Regions from separate parts of the Mus musculus genome. Here region 2 is linked to region 1. The links are chromatin contacts, called in public Hi-C maps. All regions are on one chromosome and are shown on one strand. The core of a region is the stretch at or near the end of the contact, and the rest is flanking DNA. Distances in the headings are between cores, read along the strand shown.

Evidence for each region. A called contact is a pair of places that touch in the nucleus more often than the background predicts.
Region 2: a contact with region 1 is called in a Hi-C map of group 2 innate lymphoid cells, with 1.7 times the contacts expected there. The contact joins two enhancer-like sites. A contact is called at or near these places in 2 of 484 Hi-C or Micro-C datasets (the HPC-7 cell line and group 2 innate lymphoid cells).

What each region holds. Positions count from the first base shown.
Region 1 is chr2:9,303,272-9,307,813 of GRCm38.p6, forward strand. No RefSeq gene overlaps it. Among named protein-coding and RNA genes, the nearest start is that of Gm13219, 47 kb to the right of the region's middle. Within about 2 kb of position 2,195, at least 2 of the 459 cell types and tissues checked have an H3K27ac peak or open chromatin away from gene starts, as enhancers often do. A contact at or near this core is called in group 2 innate lymphoid cells, where this site is marked.
Region 2 is chr2:9,745,774-9,750,315 of GRCm38.p6, forward strand. No RefSeq gene overlaps it. Among named protein-coding and RNA genes, the nearest start is that of Gata3, 130 kb to the right of the region's middle. Within about 2 kb of position 2,683, at least 27 of the 459 cell types and tissues checked have an H3K27ac peak or open chromatin away from gene starts, as enhancers often do. A contact at or near this core is called in group 2 innate lymphoid cells, where this site is marked.

The DNA of each region.
Region 1 (4,542 bases), core at 945-3,444:
ATTCTAATGAAGCTTAGGAGTGAACAATCCACTTACTGGAGAAATGGGCCACTGGAAATAAGATGTGACTTCAACAATCAGAAGAGACCCAGGATCTGATTCAGTGGGGTCCTTTGAGTTAAGGAGATTTATTCATCCAAGTTAGAATCATTTTTCTTGGATCCACACATGTTCCTCCCCTTGTCAAGCCATTCACTATCTGCCCAACTGGCTCTCACTCTCCTGCATAAGGTTCTTCAAAACCCATCATCCACACACTCACATAAGATAGTTGCCAGATAAAAGAAAAGAAAGTTTGTTAAAATTAAATATTCAGTGCAATCCACAGGAGTGCTTTAGTATGGTTCAGTGACAGACTCAACATTATTCCTTATGTACTGGAATTTCAGTTTTACCTGGTCAAACATGGTTGTACTTCATGTAATTCCAGCTTTGAGGGAGACTTAGGCAGAATGAATTCTGCCTAAGATGGATATGGGATAAATGGTGAATTCAAATCCAGCCTTAACTGAAGAGAGCCTATTTAAATAAATAAATAAATAAATAAATAAATAAATAAATAAATAAATGAACTCAGAGCTGCTGCTTCCTCCACCCCCTTTCCCTTTCCCTCCTCTTTCCTTCTTTCTTTCTGTCTTTCTTTCTTTCTTTCTTTCTTTCTTTCTTTCTTTCTTTCTCTCTCTCTCTCTCTCTCTCTCTCTCTCTCTCTCTCTCTTTCTTTCTTTCTACCATTCTAAAGCTAACAGTTATACATATTTACACACAGAGAGTACACATGCACTGTAGCATTCCCATATCATTGATATCTTGCAAATCTTTGGTCAAGTTTCAAGTTTAAATGTGCTTCATGAATTTCTTTATGATACAACTCTTTTGTCTCCCTTATATTCTCCTCTACTTTTTCCTACCTTCTCACATTTTTATCTACATTATGTTATCTTTTTTGCTCAAGTTTCTAATCTCTTCCAAAACTTCATCCCTAATTAATTAATTAATCATGCATTGATGCTCAAATTAATTAATTTGTCTCTCACCTCATGCTCCCATCAGGCAGGTCTCACCATCATCCATCTACATGCATGGATGTGCTAAGTGCCTCTTCTTTCTCTCACATAGGACTGTATGTAGGCATAGCATGTATAAATATATGCAATTTTATGTTCATATACATAGATATGCATATAGATGTATGGCATACTACCTATGATGTACTAGAATTATCTCTGTAGACACCATTTATCATAAAAAAATATGGCAATACTCCCTTATCTGTAATGTGTATGTTTCAAAACCTCCATTGAATCTCTGGGCAATGTCCAGCTCTAGATATCCATGCATCATTAAATCATAGTCATAGATTCTGAAAAAATGGATCAGTTGGTTGTTCATTTGCTGTAGGGACATCATAAAGTATACTTAAACTAAATGAGTTACAACCCCACTAGAGAATATAATTTCATGAGACCACCTTTACATATGTAACCCATTATTAGCCAAAACTTCCTATGTAATACATAATATTTTATTCTACATATATCCTTGTTATAGAAATTATTTTATATGCTAGGTATCATCATTGGAGCTTAACTGCAAAAAAAAAAAAACAGAAAAAAAAAACATACTAAAGTATCCTTAGTATGGAACTTTATGTGAATGTGGTGTCTCTTCTGTCAAATGTCTTACTATACTTACACCATTTCTCTTATGACAGGTACCTTATAGTGTCCCTTTAGCATATCCTAAACTGTCAATGCTGTAATTGCCCAAGTTTGGGTACCATGAAAAGGTTACTGGAAGACAAGTACTGTGATATAGTCCTGGCTGATCTGATAACCCAAGTGGTTGCTCAGTCACCAATGAGCAGGTTGCATATGCAACAAAGTCAGATTTTTATCACGCTACTCAGAAAGGCGTGCAGTTTAAACTCACAAGTTATTTCTGGAATTTTCCACTGAAAATTTTAAGACTGAAGCTGACCACAGGTAATGGAAAGCCAAACTGCAGATAAGGTGAAGCTGTTGTCTTGTATAAAATGCTTGGGGAGACTCCTATGAGGTTACCCAAAAATGAGGATCATGTGGGATGATCCTGAAATGCACTCTCAGTGGGAAAGAGAGGTTACATAGTGGGTGACGACACCTCAGTAAAGGACCCTTCAAGCTTTGATCTGATCAAGGGGCCTGAGCTGGAGGAATTAGATGTTGTAATCTGCAGGGAAATGTATAGGAAGGGCATATAATTAGCAGGCTCTTAGTTCAGACTATAGAGACCCCAGCAGCTGCAAAACAGATAGAATGAGAGTCAAATCTGCAAGAGCCCATCCTTGGGAATCAAGCTTGCTGTGTGAAACTTCTCATTTTCTTCCAGTGCCACCAGTGCTAATTCTTACAACAAAATACTCTGAGCTGGAAAGAGTTCTGTTGACTGGTGTTCTAAGCACACTCCCCCAGAATGGTCCATTATTAAACGCTATTGCTTCTACACATGTTATCATCTGGGAGAGTTTTCTCTTCCACAGATATCTGCATAATGACCAGAATCATTGGGATAAATCTAGATAACTAGGTCCAGGTACTTGTCTCTATTTCTTCATGGACTGCTTAGAGGTACTTAGCTATTTCTCTTGTTGCCCTTAGCATCAATACACAATGCTTTAGATAGCTAACAGCCCTTCCCCCAGCCTTATTTACAATGTGATTATAAATTCACTGAAGTCACTCATCCTATATTATTACATTGTCATTGCTGTTACCTTGTCTTTCACTGCTCCTCCCTCCCTCTGTCTCTTACCTTCTGGCAGATCATCCTGTCACTAGGCCAATTATCAATAACTATTTAGCTTTTCCTCCTGACCGAATGGACTCCTTGTTCTTTAGCTGATGACAGTCTTAGAAGGATGCAGCCAAACTGGCCGTTAGCTTCTGACCTCTCTATAGACAACCTTATTATGGTAATTGTAAGGCTGGAAGTAGCAGAGACTAGGCCAATTACACCTGTCCTTTTCCCAACTCAGCCTGGGTTTAAATTACTCAGATGCGGTGGGGAGTATGCTTTTGGCTCTGGCTGAACAACAACTTTTCTTCTATTCTTGTGAAATTCAGAGACAGACATTTCTAATTATGGTTGTCATTAGGACATAGTGAGCTAGTATTTCTTTAAATTGCATCATTCTTTATCAAACAAACCAATGTACTATATTTTAATAAGTAACTTTACTAGGGTATTTTAAATTAAACAAATCTTTTAAATATATCTCCTTGAAATACAACAAAGGCTAAACGGAAAACAACATATCCACTGTTTGCCTTTGTAGTCACTTTAATATTAATGAATACAGAGATTTATGTAAATATTTAATATTAATAAGACTTTTAAATATTATGTTTGTATGTGGTTAAATCTACAAAATTATGCATAGTTAATTCTATAAATGGCTAACTGTGGCATATATACATAATTATACCAAAGAATATATATATGCACATTATAGCTAAGTGAATTCATTTTTTAATTGCATTGTAAAAAACATTAGGAAGGAGACGCTTTAATACTCATTTTAAAATTAAATTGTTGAGCATTATAGTAACACCCATATTAAATAATATTTGGCTATTAATTTAAATTGAAATTAAACACATATATACTTTTTTAATTTTAGCTCATTCCTAGTAGAATGTCTTTAATCAAGTCAAGTTCTACATTAGCTACTTTTAGGGAGCTATTTTCAAACAGAAACTTGAAAATTAGAGAGACACAAACAGCTTAGAAATGGCTCGATACTTCATAAGTCCTTGCAAAGGGCTCTATAGGTGACTCAAGAGGAAGCATGTCGCTGCCAAGGAGGATTTTCCAGGATGAGGCTTGCCGACCTCATTTTTGTGTCACTATTGGTTTTTCTGTCCATCTTCCGATGTTGGAAAGAGCCACTTGAACAATGATGAAGAGACCAAACTTTGCAGCTACCTGCTCTTTTTTATGAACTAGTTCAGCTTCAATCAAGTTTCTATCTCCAGCATTCTCATATGGGGAAGGGAAGATGCGTTTCTGCACTGTAAACATCTTCCCAGGAGATAAGGTCTCTCTCCAACAAAGTAGTCAAAACTGTTTCATGGAGTCACCTTAGGCCAGCTTCCTTCATAGACACAAATGGGACCCCTTTAACAAGAACCATCTCATTCTTCCACCAAATCATCAGAGTTTAAGCATGAAACTTGATCAGCTTGGCCAATGTACTCTTCTACTCTCTGTCTCCTTGGCTTCCTTACTGGGGATTAAAAACCAGACCTAGGAAGGAGGATCTTTGTGAACTACATTGAATATTCACATCCAAGTCTTAATGTGGGGCCTCTCTCAATAATTCTACATGTTAGGATTATCCTGGGTTAAATGTCCAACCTGAATTCAACTCCTGACTCTAGTATTTAAAACTGTAAAGACTTCACACAGTGCCTCTAAAGATGGAGATCAGGAGAGGAAATGTCTACAAATTTAACACACTCCTGACCTGTCTCTATGTCTTTCTCCAGAATCCTTATATTTGTC
Region 2 (4,542 bases), core at 1,433-3,932, 440 kb after region 1:
TCTGTAATGCTGTCAATAGAACCCAGGACTGGTTTTTGCTGGGCAACCAACTAAGCTACATCCCTCACTTGAGATTTCTTGGCAGTGGCGATGACGAACCAAATGAAAGATGAGCCAAAGAAACACCATTTTCCTTCCTTCCTGGGAGAAAACACTAGTCAATTTGAAGTCCCTATTGCTGAAGACGTTTCTAGTCTTAAGAGCAGAATAGGTTTAAAATGTGTGTGTGTGTGTACATATATATATATATATATATATATATATATATATATATATATATGGGAACATTTATTAATGTAAAGAAATGTGTATGCAATGAAGTCTTTCCTCTAGTATTCTCTACTTTATAAATGGAGACACTTATTTCTCCATCTTCCTTGGGACTTTCATGGGATGATGGGAGAACTCTTCTTGGCCTCAGTGTGCCCTGTAAATGGAAAATATATTTATATATATATCTCCATATATAGGGATTTAATATATTATGTAATAACTACTCATAAAGTTCTCATAAAGTACAGATTACTAGAGGAAAAGACTTCGCTGCATATACATTCTTTATATTAATAAACAGCCACAGGAAATGAGTCCTAGGTTGAGATAGGCATGTAAAATGAAGTATACTATTATTGGGATTAAACAAGCTTGAATTAGACTTTGCAAGGAGCCACATCAAACATGACTATGTATAAAAGCCATGGCAAACTGATGTCCAAAAAGAAATCTGCTAATTGTACTCGGTGAGGACATTTTCTCTCAGCCACTGCAGTTTTTCTTAACAAATAGTGTCCACGTCTCAATTCTTTTAAGGGCTTTGATTTTCCTTATTATGTAAGAACCTCGGCTTAAATTATCCTGAGCTTGGTTGTTTGAAAAGGAGATGATTAAGTCTGATTGTTGGGAGGAAACTTCCTAGAGAGCACACGAAGTAGTAGGTTTCACTGTGGTCTTTTCCAACCAAGATGGCAGAGCACAACAGTCTTTGAGTGGCAAAGACTTAGTTTATCCCCTGGGCAGCTGATATTTCTTTGCAAACTTTAGTAATATCCCTCATTTTTTTTTTACCCAAACTCCACTAGCTTCACCACAGTTTGTGCCTTCTACATTGGCAACAACATCATCCCTCAATTCAGAGTCTCATGCAGAAATAATCAGGTCAAGTGGTTCACCTGCCAATCATTGCCAAGTACCTGTGTTTTCCCTTGCCTCATTGTTGCTCTGAATTCTCTTGTACCATCTGGGCTTTGTGAGCGAGAAAGGTCCACAGACACAGCTGGTTTACATACCAGCCATCTGATCCCATGCATTTTGCAAGCCTAAGAACCAAACAGGTCTCAGTCATGTTGTGATTCATTCATTTAATTAATTTTTAATAAGTATTTAGTACTGACAGAAGCTAACACTTGGTTTGTGGATAAGGCTTGGATGTGCGGTCATTTGTGACAAGATCTCTATGCAGCCCTGACTAGCCTGGAACTCTCTGTTATAGAAGAGGCTAGCCACAAACTTGCAGCAGTCCTCCTGCCTCCACCTCCTGGAGAGCTCAGATTGCAACTGTATACCTCCATGCCCACCAAAGTTTCCATTTGACCCTGACTTTGTAATTGAATAATAGCTCTTTGCCTCGGTTTCATCACTTGTAAGATATTAGTTAATGAAAAAGCTAACCCAGAGTTGTGGCATTGAGGCTACAGCAGGATTATGAGTTCAGGGGTAGCATGGTCAACAAAGTAAGAGTCTATCTCAAGTAACGATGGTGATGGTGATCATGATGACAATGATCGTGCTGATGGTGATGATAGAGTTGACTCCACAAGTCATCCTGAATATAAAGTAAGTGATAACACCGTGGTCCTCAACCTTGGAGGGAATCCTGAATTGTGACATCTAGCTCACATCCAGACTCAACAAGCAAGTGTCTACATATTTGCCCTGCCAGAAAATAATGATGCTGGTGTGGCTTTAAAATTAGTGGACCTGGAATACAGAGTCTAAGACACACTAGAGAGAGGTGCAGTGGCAACACAGACACAGAATTACAGAGAAAGGAAAGTTAGAAGTAGCCCAGGCCAAGACTCTTCACCGGTTTTAGAGTTGGGGGCAGGAGTTCCCGCTATGATGCTTTCTGGTAACTTTATGCAAATGGCAGCCCTCCTTAGCTTAGGTGTGGTTAATGATAATGACAACATAATTGTGGGACTAAATAAAAGCTTGAAACATAATAAGTGCTTCATAAAAAATTTAAGTTACTCTTATTGTATGATCTATTTTGTATGTTTGTTTATTTGGGGCACTTCAGGAAATCAATTCCAAGATCCTGGCATCCAGATCCACTGAGCTACATCCCCAGCCATTCATACTTTTACTGTCTGAGTTTGGTCTGTTTGTCTGTTTGTTGAGACAAGGTCTCACTGTGTAGCCCTGACTTGGCTGGAACTAGAAACAGATCAGACTGGCATCAAACTCACAGAGATCTACCTGCCTCTGTCTCTCAGTACAGGGGGATTAAAGTGCTACATGACTCTGCCCCCTCCTTGCCCTATCCAGGTCTGAGGTTATTTGAGCAATGGGTGAGGTACAGCCCCCTAAAGGAGGAAAGAGCTGGGGTTAGTGATGTGGCTCATTGCAGCAGAAAGTTGACTAAACTAGTCTCAGCCCCTGAGATGCTGGAAATTCTGACAAATCCAGTGACTGAAGAAGGTTACGAGCAGTGTAGACCCTGGCTTGTGAACTACTGTAAATCTTTACTGTACTGCAGAGCAGAGCATGCTAACAGTGAAGAGCCCAGATCTAAGCCATCAGGAAACCACAGCCGAAGGCCGAGCTTCTAGGGTATCAGTTTCCATCAGCAATGTCCCTCATAAGGTTGTGCTTGAACATGAGCTAGTGCTGCTGTTAGGCAAGTTTGTGGAACCTTTGGGACATGTGGCCCGGCTGGCAGATTTAGGTCTCTAAGAGCACACCTTTGAAGGTTGTGTTCCACCTCCAGCTGTGGTCCTGTTCTCTGATTCCTGGTCTCGCTCGTGTGTGAGAACCTCCTCTGTCCCATGGTCCCACATGTACATGTCACATGATCCCACATGTACATGTCACATGGTACCACAGAGTCACTTTAACACACCTCCTCCTCCATGATTCCAGCTCATGAGCCAAGAAAAACCTCTCTGTCCTTAAATCCTTTCTCCCGGGTATTTTTCTCATCGTGATAAGAAAGGTAATTGACAGATACCGTCAGGCAGCTGGTGACTGAGAGAGCCAGACTTCACATCTACAAGTTCCCGTTATAAAACAGTTTGTATTATCCATCCATCCATCCATCCATCCATCCATCCATCCATCCATCCAGAGCCCAAGCTAGGCATCACTTGCTTGCCTATATACATGAGCAGGCATAGCACAAAGCTGTACTACTGGCCTTGGGAGAGAACTAGAACTCAGCGAGTAAACTGCCTCCCTTCCAGAATGCAGGTTCTGTTCTGTTTTTCCCATCAATTAATTTGTGTATTCACCTTGCAGCACAATTGATGCTCTCCTCCTCCTTCTCCTTCTCCTCCTCCTTCCCCCACCCCTCCACACACACAGTGTCTCCCTCCATCCCCACTTCCCTTCTCCTTTGAGAAGGTAGAACTCCCATCCCCGCCCATTATCCCCCAGCCCTGACACATCAAGTTTCTGCCGGGCTGGCGAATCCTCTCCCAAAAGGCAGCCCAGTTAGGAGAATGGGATCCATGGGCAGGACTTAGGAACTGTCCCTGCTCCAGTTGGGAGACTTGCATGAAGACCAAAAAATAAATAAATAAATACAAGTTAAGTGTAATGACCAATCCTTGTAGCCCCAGCACTGAGGAGATGAGGGAGGAGGATTTCTGGGGCTCGCTAGCCAGCGGAGACTACTTGGTGAGGCCCAGACCAATGAGAAAAATAAAAAAATAAAAATAAAAATAAAACAAGGTAGACACACCAGAGGATCAACATACACAGTCATGTTTACGTGCATACACACACACACACACACACACACACACACACACACACACACACACACCATGGACTCATCAGGAGGGTGCCATGAGCAACAAGTGTTGCTTTAATAACAATTATCCTAATCTAGAAACCCAAGGAAAAGATCAACAGTTCCATCCTTCCTCGCTATTCAGCCACCAGTCCTTTGGAGCGGGGCTGGGCCAGCAATGAGAATTCTCAGCAGCAATCTGTGCCGGCCACCGCTGACTTCCTGCTTTCTGTCTACTGTGTTTCAGCAAGGGACTTTCCTCAGTGGTATGCTAACCTACATTTTCCAAACCATCAGGTCCTTTGCTATTGAACCTACCAAAACTGAAAGGGGAAAAAAATGTGTAACACAACACAGAGAAAGCAGCCTGGACATCTTTTGTAAAGCTGTGTGGACATGAAATGGTTTTTAGTAAGCTTGCCAATGAGAGTCCTGAGAAGCACAGATCATTACGTTGCCTGAGAAATGTCTGAGGCTTCAAGGCTAGAACACCACATCCTAATGAGTAATGAGGATTACATAACTAAGAA